Linked DNA regions of Sus scrofa: region 1 is linked to region 2. The links are chromatin contacts, called in public HiChIP or PLAC-seq maps. All regions are on one chromosome and are shown on one strand. Each heading gives the region's core, a stretch centred on a gene start, on an enhancer-like site or on the middle of the called end of the contact. The rest is flanking DNA. Distances are from core to core; before and after follow the strand shown.

What was found. HiChIP or PLAC-seq counts read pairs in DNA pulled down with a chosen protein or histone mark.
Region 1: an H3K27ac HiChIP or PLAC-seq map of alveolar macrophages shows a contact between it and region 2. The contact joins two enhancer-like sites. A contact is called at or near these places in 1 of 5 promoter capture datasets (fetal liver), 1 of 47 Hi-C or Micro-C datasets (embryonic fibroblasts) and 1 of 2 datasets of contacts at active chromatin or transcription factors (alveolar macrophages).

The regions. Positions count from the first base shown.
Region 1 is chr1:27,027,813-27,034,498 of Sscrofa11.1, reverse strand. No RefSeq gene overlaps it. Among named protein-coding and RNA genes, the nearest start is that of IFNGR1, 6.1 kb to the left of the region's middle. Within about 2 kb of position 5,213, at least 14 of the 83 cell types and tissues checked have an H3K27ac peak or open chromatin away from gene starts, as enhancers often do. A contact at or near this core is called in alveolar macrophages, where this site is marked.
Region 2 is chr1:26,503,163-26,509,314 of Sscrofa11.1, reverse strand. The region is part of intron 1 of LOC100621792 (a long non-coding RNA gene); the gene reads right to left. Among named protein-coding and RNA genes, the nearest start is that of TNFAIP3, 20 kb to the right of the region's middle. Within about 2 kb of position 3,839, at least 5 of the 83 cell types and tissues checked have an H3K27ac peak or open chromatin away from gene starts, as enhancers often do. A contact at or near this core is called in alveolar macrophages, where this site is marked.

The DNA of each region.
Region 1 (6,686 bases), core at 3,964-6,463, 520 kb before region 2:
GAACTTCCTTTTAATGGCCGAGGGTGAGGCCATTAAATTTAGAATAAATAAATAAAAACAATACAAAAGAAAACCTCTAATGCCTAATAGCCAGAGAATATCCAAGAGTCTGTTGGTCCGCACTTACCTGCTGGAGAGTTTTTAAAACCAAGAAAACTAGTTACGGTGAGGGCTGGATAAATCCAAGGCCAAGTGTAAAGAGAAGTGCATCTCAAGAGCAAGGCTACATTTCGCATGTCTCATTTGACACAGCCTAGGGGAAGTTAAATAAAGGCCAAATAAAATAATTTAAGAAATGAAAACTATATTCTAATCAGAAGAGAGACTGGGTGTATGGTACAAGCTATACTTTTGACTCCTGGCAATGTGCATTTCCTTCCCTTTTTCTCTAGAGCAGAAATGTTTTGCCAGTTTCCCTGTAAAGAGACAGATTAATAGTTTGGCTAAAGCATTTGGTTCTGAAATCTGATTGTTCCATAAAGGAAAGTGAATACCCCCCTACCTTCTCACACTCTACCCTTGCCTCCACACTGCCTCTTACTTAACTCTGTTTTTGCCATTATATATTCACAAATACATAAGCACTGAAATTAGTAATCATTACAAAGAAAAGAACAGGATTACTGGAGCATAAATTCTCTCTATCTTCCCACTAGAAAGTAAGCTCCTTATTTTCCCCACTGCCATATCCCCTGCACCTTGGCAAGTGCCTATCCTCCCATTAATATTTACTGGAAAAAAAAAAAATAAATGTGATCAAGATAAGCTTATGAACAGAGCAAGCTCATAGGGCTGTATCAGTTACAGTTAAACTTATGGTTGATCAAACTGATGGATCACTGAGGAGAATTTAGACATGCTTGGATTTTATACTGGTACCAAACCAAGTACTATCTGTTCTTGCCCTGCACACAGCCCCCTTTTGAGGAAAGCTGTCATGCTGACATCTGATCATATCAGATCAACCCCTGACTTGAAAAGTACATATTCATAGACTGCAGAGTCTGCTAGTAGATGGCTTGTCTTGGAGCACTACCTAAGATCAATGCCACATGGTGACTATGTTTATTGGTTGACTGCTAATAATCTTTCTCCTTGCCCAGGGCTTGGAGCTGCAGGAGCAGCTGGAGGCTACATAGCACTGCTGCGTACCCAGAACAGTGCTTCCTCACTGTGGCCCCTAAGAACCAGCTTAAAGGGGAATGTTTCCTCTTTTGACTTTCCCATGCATTTTCATCAAAATCCATTGCCTCTAAAGGTAATCTGAGTGTCCTGTCTCTTGCAACTAAAACAGCCCACCTAACATAATTTCTAGCCCTGTGTAGTCACTTCCAAAAAGGACAGCTACTGTGTTGTTTTAGAAAATGTCCTCAGTATCACCTCAAACACTGAGCTGGATAAACTGTTGCTGAACAAGAACCAAACAATGTAAAGAAACATGCATTTTGTCTTTGGTGCCTCACACTTCCTCTTTCAGTGCTGCTTCCTCTCGAAGCACTTCCCCACATCACACCAATGCCCAGTGCTCTCTTGCTGCTTTTCAGATACTGTGAGTCCTGCTTTGAGAATACTTAGAACTGCCCTGGTTCACAAGGCTTCAGCTTGAGGTGTCTCTCTACCTTAATCTTTGATCCACATTTAGGTAAATAGTTCTATAACCTGCAGGCAGATGCTCTTAGCTGGCTCTGAGTAAAGATGGATAAACAGATTAATTTATAGACATCAACATTTTGATAACCATCTTTGGGTTAACACTCTGAAATGTCTTAGTGTTGTAACAGTTTCTAACTAGCAAAATAGTGGATTTGCTGTAGTGACATTGGAGGTCTTGACAAGAGCAGAGATGGGAAGATACTTTACTCTGAAGAGGGGTCTTCTGGATACCTTTCAAATAATGATGTGACAACCCCTTTTTCCAAAAGACTGGGTGCACCTAATACTAGTTATGGCAAACTAGCAGCTCATTGACTAAAGTCAGCGAGAGGACATGTTTTGTTTGGTCAGCAGAGATAATTTTCTTTTCATTGGTTCTAGGCAGAATATAGATTCCTCTTAAGTTTTGAATATCTGCATGTTAAGAGGAACCCAACACTGAGTTCCTAAACCAGAACGGATTATTATTTACTTAAAGTAAATAAGCATCCCATCTCCCCTTTGTCTTAATTCTCACCTCTGGGGCCATGCCATGAGAATTGGATGTCATCCTACATGGAACAGTGTTCATGGAGCTGAGCAACTCCCTCCCTCCAAAATCAACTTACACAGTTATGTATTTCTCTCTTTCTGAGGGACAACATGACTCTGTGCTCCCTTTGTAAACAAATTCTCCTTGAGGACCCAAAGAAGGAGGATCCTGGGTTCTTACCCTTTTGGAAATAAGTTTATCCATCTGGGAGGTAAAACTAGAGTCTCTAGCTTTAAAGCACAGGAGATGTCTCCAGGGTCTGGTGGGGGTAGGGGTGGGTGTTCGTTGCTATTTGACACTAAAAACCACACAGAGCTCTAGGGAGGTGAATCTCTCTTGAATTCTCATTAGGTAATCAACTGTAAATTCACTCTGGTCTTACTTTTTTAGCTTGGATCCCAAATGTCAGTAAAATTTGTTCTGAAGCTCATAACTGTACAGAAAAAAAAAAAATTTCTCTATAGCCTGCTGTTCCAGATTTGAACCACAGGCCCACTGTCTCAATCACCTCATACATTGCTTGATGTATGCCACCCGCTTCTGGGTTCTTGTAGGTATCTGAGTTTAGAACCTCTATTTCTTTTCATCCTTAAATTAACCTTTAATGAAAGAATTCCACCAACATATCATAATCAATACTGTGCTCAAAGAATGTATATGTGCTACTATCCAGACCTCTAAAAAAGAATCAAAATGCATTGTTTGTGTGAAAAAGGAATTTATAACATGATTTTTTTTTTTTGGGCTAGAAATCAAACCAAAATGAAAAGATAATTACCTACTACTTGCTATAGACTGAATGGCTGTGTTCTTCCCCCCACCCCATCTTCATAGGTTAAATCCTAACTCACTGTGTAATGGTGTTAGGAGGTGGGCCCTTTGGGGGTGATTAGGTTATGAGGGTGGAGCCCTCATGAATGGGATTAGTGCCCTCTTTGAAAGAGATCCCAGAGAACATACATACCCCTTCCACCAGGTGAGAACACAGTAAGAAGATGGCAATCTATGAGCTAGGAAGAGGACCCTCCCCAAGTCTGTGGGCATGTTGGTCTTGGACTTTCCAGCCTCCGAAACTGTGAGAAATCAATTTCTGTTGTTTATAAGCCACCCAGTCTATGGTATTCTGTTACAGCCGCCTAAGGAATTACTCCAAACATTACTCCAGCTTATGTAGAGAACAATTTTATCTACGTGGAAATTTATCATGAGGCTAAGTCTGTTAATCTTGTTACAGAATCCTGGCTGATCTTTAGGAGTGAGTCCATCCCTTATCAGATGTTTTATGAGAGATAGTGCAGCAGCAGTGATCAATGATCACACACAGCAAAGCCTCTGAAGCTGGTCTTGGATTTACCATCACTGAGTAACCCTTGCAATCTCGGGCCAGTTACTATTCTTTGTGCCTTGGTCTCATTATCTACAAAGTGGAGGTAGGATAATGTGTACCACATAGGATCATTCTGAAGGTTAAATCAGATAGTGGTGAACAGAGCTTAGCCCCATGCCCGATGGTCAGTAAATAAATGTTAGCTGTCTATTATTATTTGCTAGATAATAACATATCAAAACTGTTGTGTTGGGGACGCAACAGTGATTTAAATAAGAATAAGCTATAATTCCTTTTCTGAAGGAACTTATTTTATGAGACAGAGAGTTGTAAATTAAAAATAGCATCATAGCTTTGTTTGTCCTGTCATAGAAGGTTGTGAGAGTGCTTGTGAGAACACAGCAGGGAGTTGTCAGTTCTACTGGAAGTGGTGGAGAATAACCAGGAAATTCTTTATAAGAAGTGATCTTTGACTTAAATCTTGAGCTCAGTTTTCACTCTCACCTTAGTCTCCTAGCAACCACCAAATAGTGGTGAAAATAAAAGAGAAATTTTTAAACAGTACTTATTTTCCTAAAGAGTACCAAGAAATGACTATCTTTGACCAAAAAAGTGCTTGCTACCATTGATTTCCATGATACAAGTACCAAATCTGTAAGGACTTCCAGCTTGCATTTCTTCTGTGTTAGCTCCTGGGCTGACAGACCCACAACCTCTATACCTCTGTCACACCCATTCCTTAGTCATTCTTGTCAGATTTCAGAACACTGACAGCTGGGGAGAAGGCCATAAGAAGAACTTGCTTTTTAAAAAATTTTTTTATCAAGGTATAATTGACATATAACATTTTATTAGTGTTGCATATACCACATAATGTTTCTATATTTGTATATATTGCAAAGTGACCACCACAGTAAGTCTAGTTAACAACTATAACCCTACATAATTATACATTTTTTCCTTGTGATAAGAACTTTTATGATACACTCGCAAACATACGACCCAGTATTATTAACTAGAATCAGAATCAGCACGTTGTAGATTACACCCTCATGACTTATCTATTTTATAGCTGCAAGCTTGTACCTTCTGACCTCCTTCACCCCTTCACTCATTTTGCCCACCCCACCCTCTGCCTCTGGCAGCACTTTAATTTGTTCTTTGGATCGATGAATGATGAATGAGTTCGGTTATTAAGATCAAGATATGATGAAGTCGACACCATCCCTCAGGCCAGAAGAGGGTGGAATGATGTCATCATGATCTAAGTGAAGAGATTAGCATAATTTAACAAAACTGCATCAAAAGAGGAGGAACAGTTAAGATGGAAACACAGAAAAAACATGGAGTTTAAGGAGACAGAACTGTTTGGCGTGCTCCCAGCAGAGTCCCAGGGAGAGGAAGCATTTCCTGATTCTGCTATGTGTCTAGTCCCTTGGCCAGAGAATACTGCGGTTAATTGAGTGTGTGGCAAACTCCACAGCCGAGGCCCAGATCCCAGCCCCATTATGTAGTAACTCTGTAAACGTTTGTAGGTTATTCTATCTCCGTGTGTCTCACTTTCCTCCTCTGAAATGTGGCTAATGGTCATACTTACCTAAGTAGGGCAGATTTCAGAATTGGGTAAATGTGTGTAAGGGTGTTTGTGCAATGCCTGGCATGGAGAGAGTCCTGGGGAAATTTGAGTCACTGTTTCTCTTTGCTCCGCAATATCTGGTCACGATGTTGTCATCTCTCCTCTGGCCCCCAATCCTGGCACACTGTCTACACAAGCCCACTCTATTTTGACATTTCTGACGTTAACGTCATTTATTTAGAAAGGATGAAGCTGAGCCGCTGGTGTTGGTGGTAGGTGTGATGGAAGAAATTTTCATATCTTGATGGAAGTTATTCTGGCTTAGACATGATTTGGCTTGAATTTTATGCTGACTAGAAGAACAACCAGTCTTACAGCCTATCACACATGCATTGTACATCTGCTTTAACCATTACAGACAAGAATGGATTTAAAAATAAAAAATGGAGTAAGTGGGAGTTCCCATTGTGGCTCAGTGGTTAACAAATCTGACTGGGGACTGTGAGGTTGCAGGTTCGATCCCTGGCCTTGCTCTGTGGGTTAAGGATACAGCGTTGCCATGAGCTGTGGTGTAGGTCGCAGATGCGGCTCAGATCCCGTGTTGTTGTGGCTGTGGCGTAGGCCAGTGGCTGTAGCTCTGATTTGACCCCTAGCCTGGGAACCTCCATATGCTGCGGGTACGGCCCTAGAAAAGGCAAAAAGACAAAAAAAAAAAAAAAAAAAGAGTAAGTGCAGTTCAGGCATCCAAAATGGAGTTGGGTGGCTGTTGTGGATGTGGTTTCAGACACCTTCCTGCATCACTGAGAACTTGAATTTTCTGACCTCTATCAAACTCAAAGACACCACCAGGGTCTCTCAAAACAATATCTGCTAGCAGTTGCCAGCTGCAACCTTATGATTTCAGAGTAACTGTAACCATTTTGGACCCCAACCAATCCTTATGCAACAAGAAGCCTTATTTCTTGCCAGATCCAATTGTAATTTTGTAGCGTTTTGACTTTAGAAGCCTCCCCTGCTTTGTAGTCAGGTGGAAGATGATTCTGGTGCTTCTTGAATCTGTGTCTCTTGGGCTGTGTACTCCTCAGTTTGGCTCAAATAAAACTCTTTTCTATTTCTATTACAGAGTGTTTATTATTTCTATTAGCAGGTGAAAACTCACTGCTACTCTTCAGATTGCGTGATCAACAAGCCAAGGATGGTCACAGAATATTGGGGACTTGCTGTCTGTCATGAAATGTTCAGGATCCTTATACAGGTGCTGAGCCATATCCTCTGATTTTTTTTTTTTCTTTTTTGGCCTCCCTGCAGCATATGGACTTCCCAGGCCAGGGATCAGATCCAAGCCACAGTTGCAACCTAAGCCTCAGCTGCAGCAACACCAGATCCTTAACCCACTGTGCCAGGCCAAATTGGCATCTGAGCACTCCCAAGACACCACCAATCCTGTTGCACCACAGCAGGAACTCACATCCTCTGATTTAAATGGGACTGGGAACTTCTTGAAAGGACCTTGGACCTGGCATGCAACTGAGACTCAGGAACATAGACTCTGATAATGAAAGACTGCAGGGGGAGAAAAGCAGCAGGCCTCTGAGAGA
Region 2 (6,152 bases), core at 2,590-5,089:
CCTGATGGGTCCCCGTTTCTGTATTTTTACCTGCCTTTGGTCCAAAGGACCAGAAGTAGTAGTAAAGTTTATGGAGTATTTTGATATAAAATATGGACACAATATTGCATTAAATAAATTTAAATTGTTAGCTAAGCTATCTAAATGAATGTGAAGATAAGTGGTCTACTAGGTGTCAAAATAGCTAATCTCCTAAATTAAGACCCTAGAATATAAAAACATACAAGAAGCTTCTACCCAAAGGGCCACCTTCCAGTCTTTGCCAGGGTATGCCACTGCAAAAGCAATCTTCTTTAAATATCACTTTTATCAGAGCTCTTCCCTGCTTAAAATTCTTCTAGGATTCCCAAACAAAGCTGAAGTCCCCTGGTGACTTGCAGTGGCCTCTGTGATGTGACCAAGGCCAATTTTTTTTCTGCTTGAATCAGGAAAGTTTTTCCACACTTGCATTAACTTGCTGGGATCACTGCCCACCTCAGTGACTTGGTCCACATGATTTCTCTCTCCTGGCAGGCCCCTGCCCCTCTCCAGAGCCCATCTGACATTGTCCCTGTTTAAGACCTGCTTCCCTAGAGGAGGTCATTTCTTGCCTTGTTAATATGTCCTCCTTTGAATTTGATAGCCTGGAGTTCCCATTGTGGCTCAGTGGGTTAAGAGCCTGACTAGTATCCATGAGGATTCGGGTTCCATCCCTGGCCTCACTCAGTGGGTTAAGGACCTGGCATTGCCGTGAGCTGTGGCGTTGGTCGCAGGTGCAGCTCAGATCCAGTGTTGCTGTGGCTGTGGTGTAGGCCAGCAGCTGTAGCTCCGATTAGACCTCTAGCCTGGGAACTTTCATATGCTGTGGGTGTGGCCCTAAAAAGAAAAAAAAAAAAAAATTAAAGAATTTGATAGCCTTTGTTCATAGGAACCACAAAACAGTACCTAACTGAATACTGTCCTGGACTCCTCAATATAGATTTTTGGGAGTTAAAACACATACAATAATAATCTCTAATAGACACTAATGAATTCCTCATTTAACCAAAGGGAACCTAAAATAACCTAAATTACTTTGTATTCCCCAGACTAGGATGTTGGTCTGGTTTTCTTTTTACTGGATGTCCAAACACCTGTGAGATCATTTGCCTCAAGAATTTCTTTTCAAAATAGAAAATTTTTAGAAAATGTATTTTAGAAATCTTTTTTTCTGTTGTTTTTCTTTTCTAGTCTTCATGTAAGCAAACATTAGTTAATGGGGTATTTGGAAGTCGAATTATGAACAATCTTTCTAGAACACAAAATCAAAACTTTACTGCCATAAGGATCTGTCCCCAGCCACTTACTAAAGGTCATATGGTGTTTATGAGACCAGACTGAGGCTAGGAATTCCTGGTATTCCATGTATTTTTACAACTGACTGCACCCTCATAATATATTAAGAAATTGCTACATAGCATGTTTAAAGAAATTCAGGACTTTTTCTATGACTCTCATTTAACTAAACCACTCTTTCCAATGATTTTCTTGGCTGTATATTCCATAGAAATTAGGCAGGCTCTGCCCTTTAACCACTGAAGGAATACTTCTTATAAAACTGAAATCCAGGAGTTCTCAGCATGGCTCAGTAGTTAACGAACCCGACTAGTATCCATGAGGATGCGGGTTCAATCCCTGGGCTCGCTCAGTGGGTTAGGGATCCTGCGTTGCCATGATCTGTGCTGTGGGCCACAGACATGGCTCACATCCCAAGTTGCTGTGGCTGTGACATAGGCTGGCAGCTGTCGCCCTGATTGGACCCCTATCCTGGGAACCTCCATATGCTGTGGGTGTAGCCCTAAAAAGACAAAAAGACAAAAACACACACACATAAAAAAAAAAAAAAAAAAAAAAAAAAAAAAAAAAAAAAAAAAAAAACCTGAAATCGATGCCATTACAAAATCTCTATGTATTAAATCAATAAAAAAGAATATGAAGGCATTCCCTGGTGGTTCAGTGGGTTAAGGATCCAGCGTTGTCACTGCTATGGCTCTGGTTACTGCTGGTTCGATCCCTGGCCCAGGAACTTCTGCATGACACAGGCATGGCCAAAAAAAAGAAAACTGAAAGTAAATCTCCATCACAAATGCCAGTTATATTTGAAGTGCTTATATTCATGATTACCATTGCCTTAATAAAAACGTTATCATTATATATTATTTCCTATTAATAAAATATTAATTTTATGCAGAGCTAGAATTCAGGACAGACCTATTACTCTATTAGAAATCAGGCACAGAATCTATTGGAACTATACAGTCACTAATCAGCTAGAAAGGTTTCTTCGAGAATTCAGAAAATTTGAAATTGTTTTGCTTTACTGGGAAAGCTGACACTGGGTCACGGTCAAAGCTTATAAACACAGAATTTTATAGCCATGAAGATACGCAGTCCATGTATCCTTCTTTATCCTTGGAGAAAAGGTAACAAGAGTTTTAGTTTCAGTGTTCTCACAAATTAAAAACAAACAAATAAAACAAAATGCAGAAATGGCAATTCTGGAACATCCAGGAAATCTGATCTCATTGGTGAGGAAGCTACCAAATATGGGCACACATAGTGAGATAATTTTCCAGGGCAAATTCTCTGAGGTATTTAGAGATGGGAATACCCTTATTAAAAGTCCTTTCCCAAATTCAATATAAAAAGAGCTGCTTAATCATTAGACTATAACTGATGGGAAAACAACGGTCACGATGTGGGGAATCACCCAAAGTTTTCTATAGACTCATAGGATCCAAGTAATCAGAGGCACTAATTTCAGAAGATCTGCTTCAAGGGACATTTCCTTCTGATCCACAATGGACATCTTTCTGTTTCATATTGCCTGTGCACAGTCCACATTTGAGGCCAGGGTCATCTCCCACCCAGAAAAGAAGCAAAAATATTGTGTGCCACCCCCACCCACTCTGACAATGAATCTACATCAAAATACAGAATAGTCTGGGAGTTCCCGTTGTGGCTCAGCCATTAAGAACCCACCTAGTGCCCATGAGGATGTAGGTTCAATCTCTGGCCTCACTCTGTGGGTTGAGGATCCGGCACTGCTGCGAGCTGTGGTGTAGGTTGCAGACGGGGCTTGGCTCCCGCGTTGCTGTGGCTGGGGCATAGGCTGGAAGCTGTAGCTCCAATCTACCCCCTAGCCTGGGAACTTCCATATACCGCAGAGGTGGCCCTAAAAAGAAAAAAAACAAAAACAAAAACAAGATACAGAATAGTCTGAACTTGCACTGTCTACCATATGACTACAACAGGACTCTGGCTTGAGTGGTTAGTAAATGTGAACTACAAAGACAGAAAGAATATTTCCATTTCCACATGCATCAGATTTGCTGTCACACCCCAGTGGCCGGAAAGAATTGCAAAAGCCGGGAACCCCATTCGCTCTCTGGGAGAAGACCCCCCCTCCCCACCCACATCGTCCTGCTCTACCAGGCTAATCTTATGCAGAGACCCTAGAGCTCCTGGAGTGAAAATTTCCAGTGTGGTGACGAAGAACAAGGGTGCTGGAACCAGCCTGCACTGCCTCTTAAAGAAAGGGTGGCCTTGGGCCTGTTACCCTCTCTCTGTCTCGGTTTTTAATCTGTTAAAAGGGAATAATAATGGTGCTTACCTTATTATGTGATCGGGAGAATTAAACAGATGGCTGCTTATTAAACACTAGGCTATTACCAACGGCATGGTTATGAGTGCCTGGGTCAGCTATTAATTGTGATTATTAAATGAATGCCAACCACGTCAACACTCTCTTGAGGGTTTCCCTTGCCTGCCTTAAATAGACATCTTCACACGAGCTCTGCATTGACGTCCCCCCCCCACCCCGCCCCACAGAGAACTGTGCTTAGTTCTCGCTTCCTCATTGTGTTTTCCTCAAACTTGGATGGTTGTTTACACCCACAGCGTGATCAGCAAATTCTCTGTCACGTAATCGAAGCTGCCGGGCTCCGAGGCCGGGTCAGGTTTGGCTGGGCTCGTCTTCACACCTTGGGTCAGTCATGGATGCTGATATTGGAATTCCAACCTCCTAATTCCTCTCTGCTGGTATCACTGAAACTTTCTGTGCCCTAGTTCGTTTCTCCACGTCTTCACTATAACCCTGTGAGGTAGGTACTCTTTTTAGCCCCACTTGACATGAGGAAACTGAGACATCAAGATTAAAAGGCCTTCCTGTGTCACCTCACTGAACGTGGCCAGGCTTATGACAGAGGTGGCTCTGGCGCCAAGGCCCTTGCTCTCCCGTCTTAGTTTGCCAACTGCTGTGGTCGGTTTTGATCTCAGACGACCTCAGAGCCCAGGACCATCCTCTTTGCTGAGTTTTTCAGCTCCATCAGAGCAAGGCCCCTGCATTTCTAGAATGACTGGAGACAGGAAACAGTGGCCTAGGAGCTGACCATGTTTTTCACATTCTTAAATGGTTGAAAGCAAATCCAAAGAAAAATAGTACTTTGTGACCTGCGAAAATTATCAGAAATTCACGTGTCAGTCTCCATAATAAAGGTTATTGGAACAGGGCCGCATTTTTATTTCATGACATATTGTCCATGGTTGCTTTCACACTTCCTTGGCCAAACTAGGTACCTGTGACAGAGATCTTGTAGACCACAGAGCCAAAAATATGTACCATCTGGCCACCCCTATTCTAGACCTTGGCTACTCACTGGGTGGTTCAGGGACCAATGACAACACCATCCCTGGGAAGCACATTAGAAAAGCAGTCTTGGGCCCCATTCGAATCTGAACCAGAATCTGCATTTACCCCAGTAAGTCAGCTGCACTTGGAAGTTGGAGCAGTGCTAGTCCAGGAAAAGGAACACATCAGAGAGGTTTGAGGAAAGATAGCGGAGTCCGAGCCTAACATTCCTGCTCCAACATTTCCTGTCTATGTAGCCTTAGGTGTTAACATTGAACTTAATCCTCAGTTTTCTCATCTGTAAAGTGGACCCAATACCATCTACCTTTAGGAATTATGTAGGGAAATAGAGTTACACTCCATAGTGGACTAATCCCAGTGGCAGTCACACAGCAAATATTTAATTGAAACTGAATGGGAAGAAGAAAAAAAAAAAAAAGGAGAGCCCATTGTGGTTCAGTGTTGGCAACTGGAGGGAGGGCCTTTGGGAGGCGATTAGGTCATAAGGGAAGAGCCCTCATGGATGAGATTAGTGCACGTATAAACGATGCCAGAGGAGTTCCCATCGTGGTCCAGCGGACACAAATCCAACTAGGAACCATGAGGTTGCGGGTTCGATCCCTGGCCTTGATCAGTAGATTAAGGATCCGGCACTGCCGTGAGCTGTGGTGTAGATCACAGATGTGGCTCGGATCTGGTGCTGCTGTGGCTCTGACGTAATCCAGCAGCTGTAGCTCCAATTCGACCCCTAGCCTGGGAACCTCCATATGCCACAGGTGCGGCCCTAAAAAGCAAAATAAATAAATAAGTAAATAAATACACACATAAATAAATAATGCCAGAGAGATCCCTTGTCCCCTGTCCCATGTGAGGACATGGTGAAAAGACAGCCATCTATGAACCAGGAAGAGGGTCTGCATCAGACACTGAATCTGCCAGCACTTTTATCTTAGACTTCTCTGCCTCTGAAACTACGAGAAAAAAAATTCTGTTGTTCATAAGCTACCATCTTCGGCATTTTTGTTATTGCAGCCCAAAGAGGCTAAGACAGTGTATTTGATCAAAAGTGAAGACCTAATGACAATGTAAAACTATCACAGAATGAGTAGGAATTGCCTGCCTACTCCTTACGCTTCTCTTTTCCTCCACCTGGGCCCTTGATCACCACCTGCAGGTTCAGCCCCACCCTAAGTTCTGGGATAACTATGTCCTTGGTCAGTGTTCAGGTGACTCAACACAGGTCACCTCCACTCAGAGACCTGCTGGCACCCAGTATCCCACATTCAGAGACTGAGTGCTTATCTTATGACTCATTTATTCAACAAACACTTAGTTGAATGGCTGCGAGGTGCCAAGTAGGGGGCATCTTGAAGACAGACAGAGTCTAGGAACAGTTGGTATTCATTTTACCTGAGTACCTACCTTACTAAAATGCCAAGTACTCCAATTCCTCCATGTCCAAGTCCCAGACCTGACCTCCCTAGTTCTCCTAGGACTGAGGTCC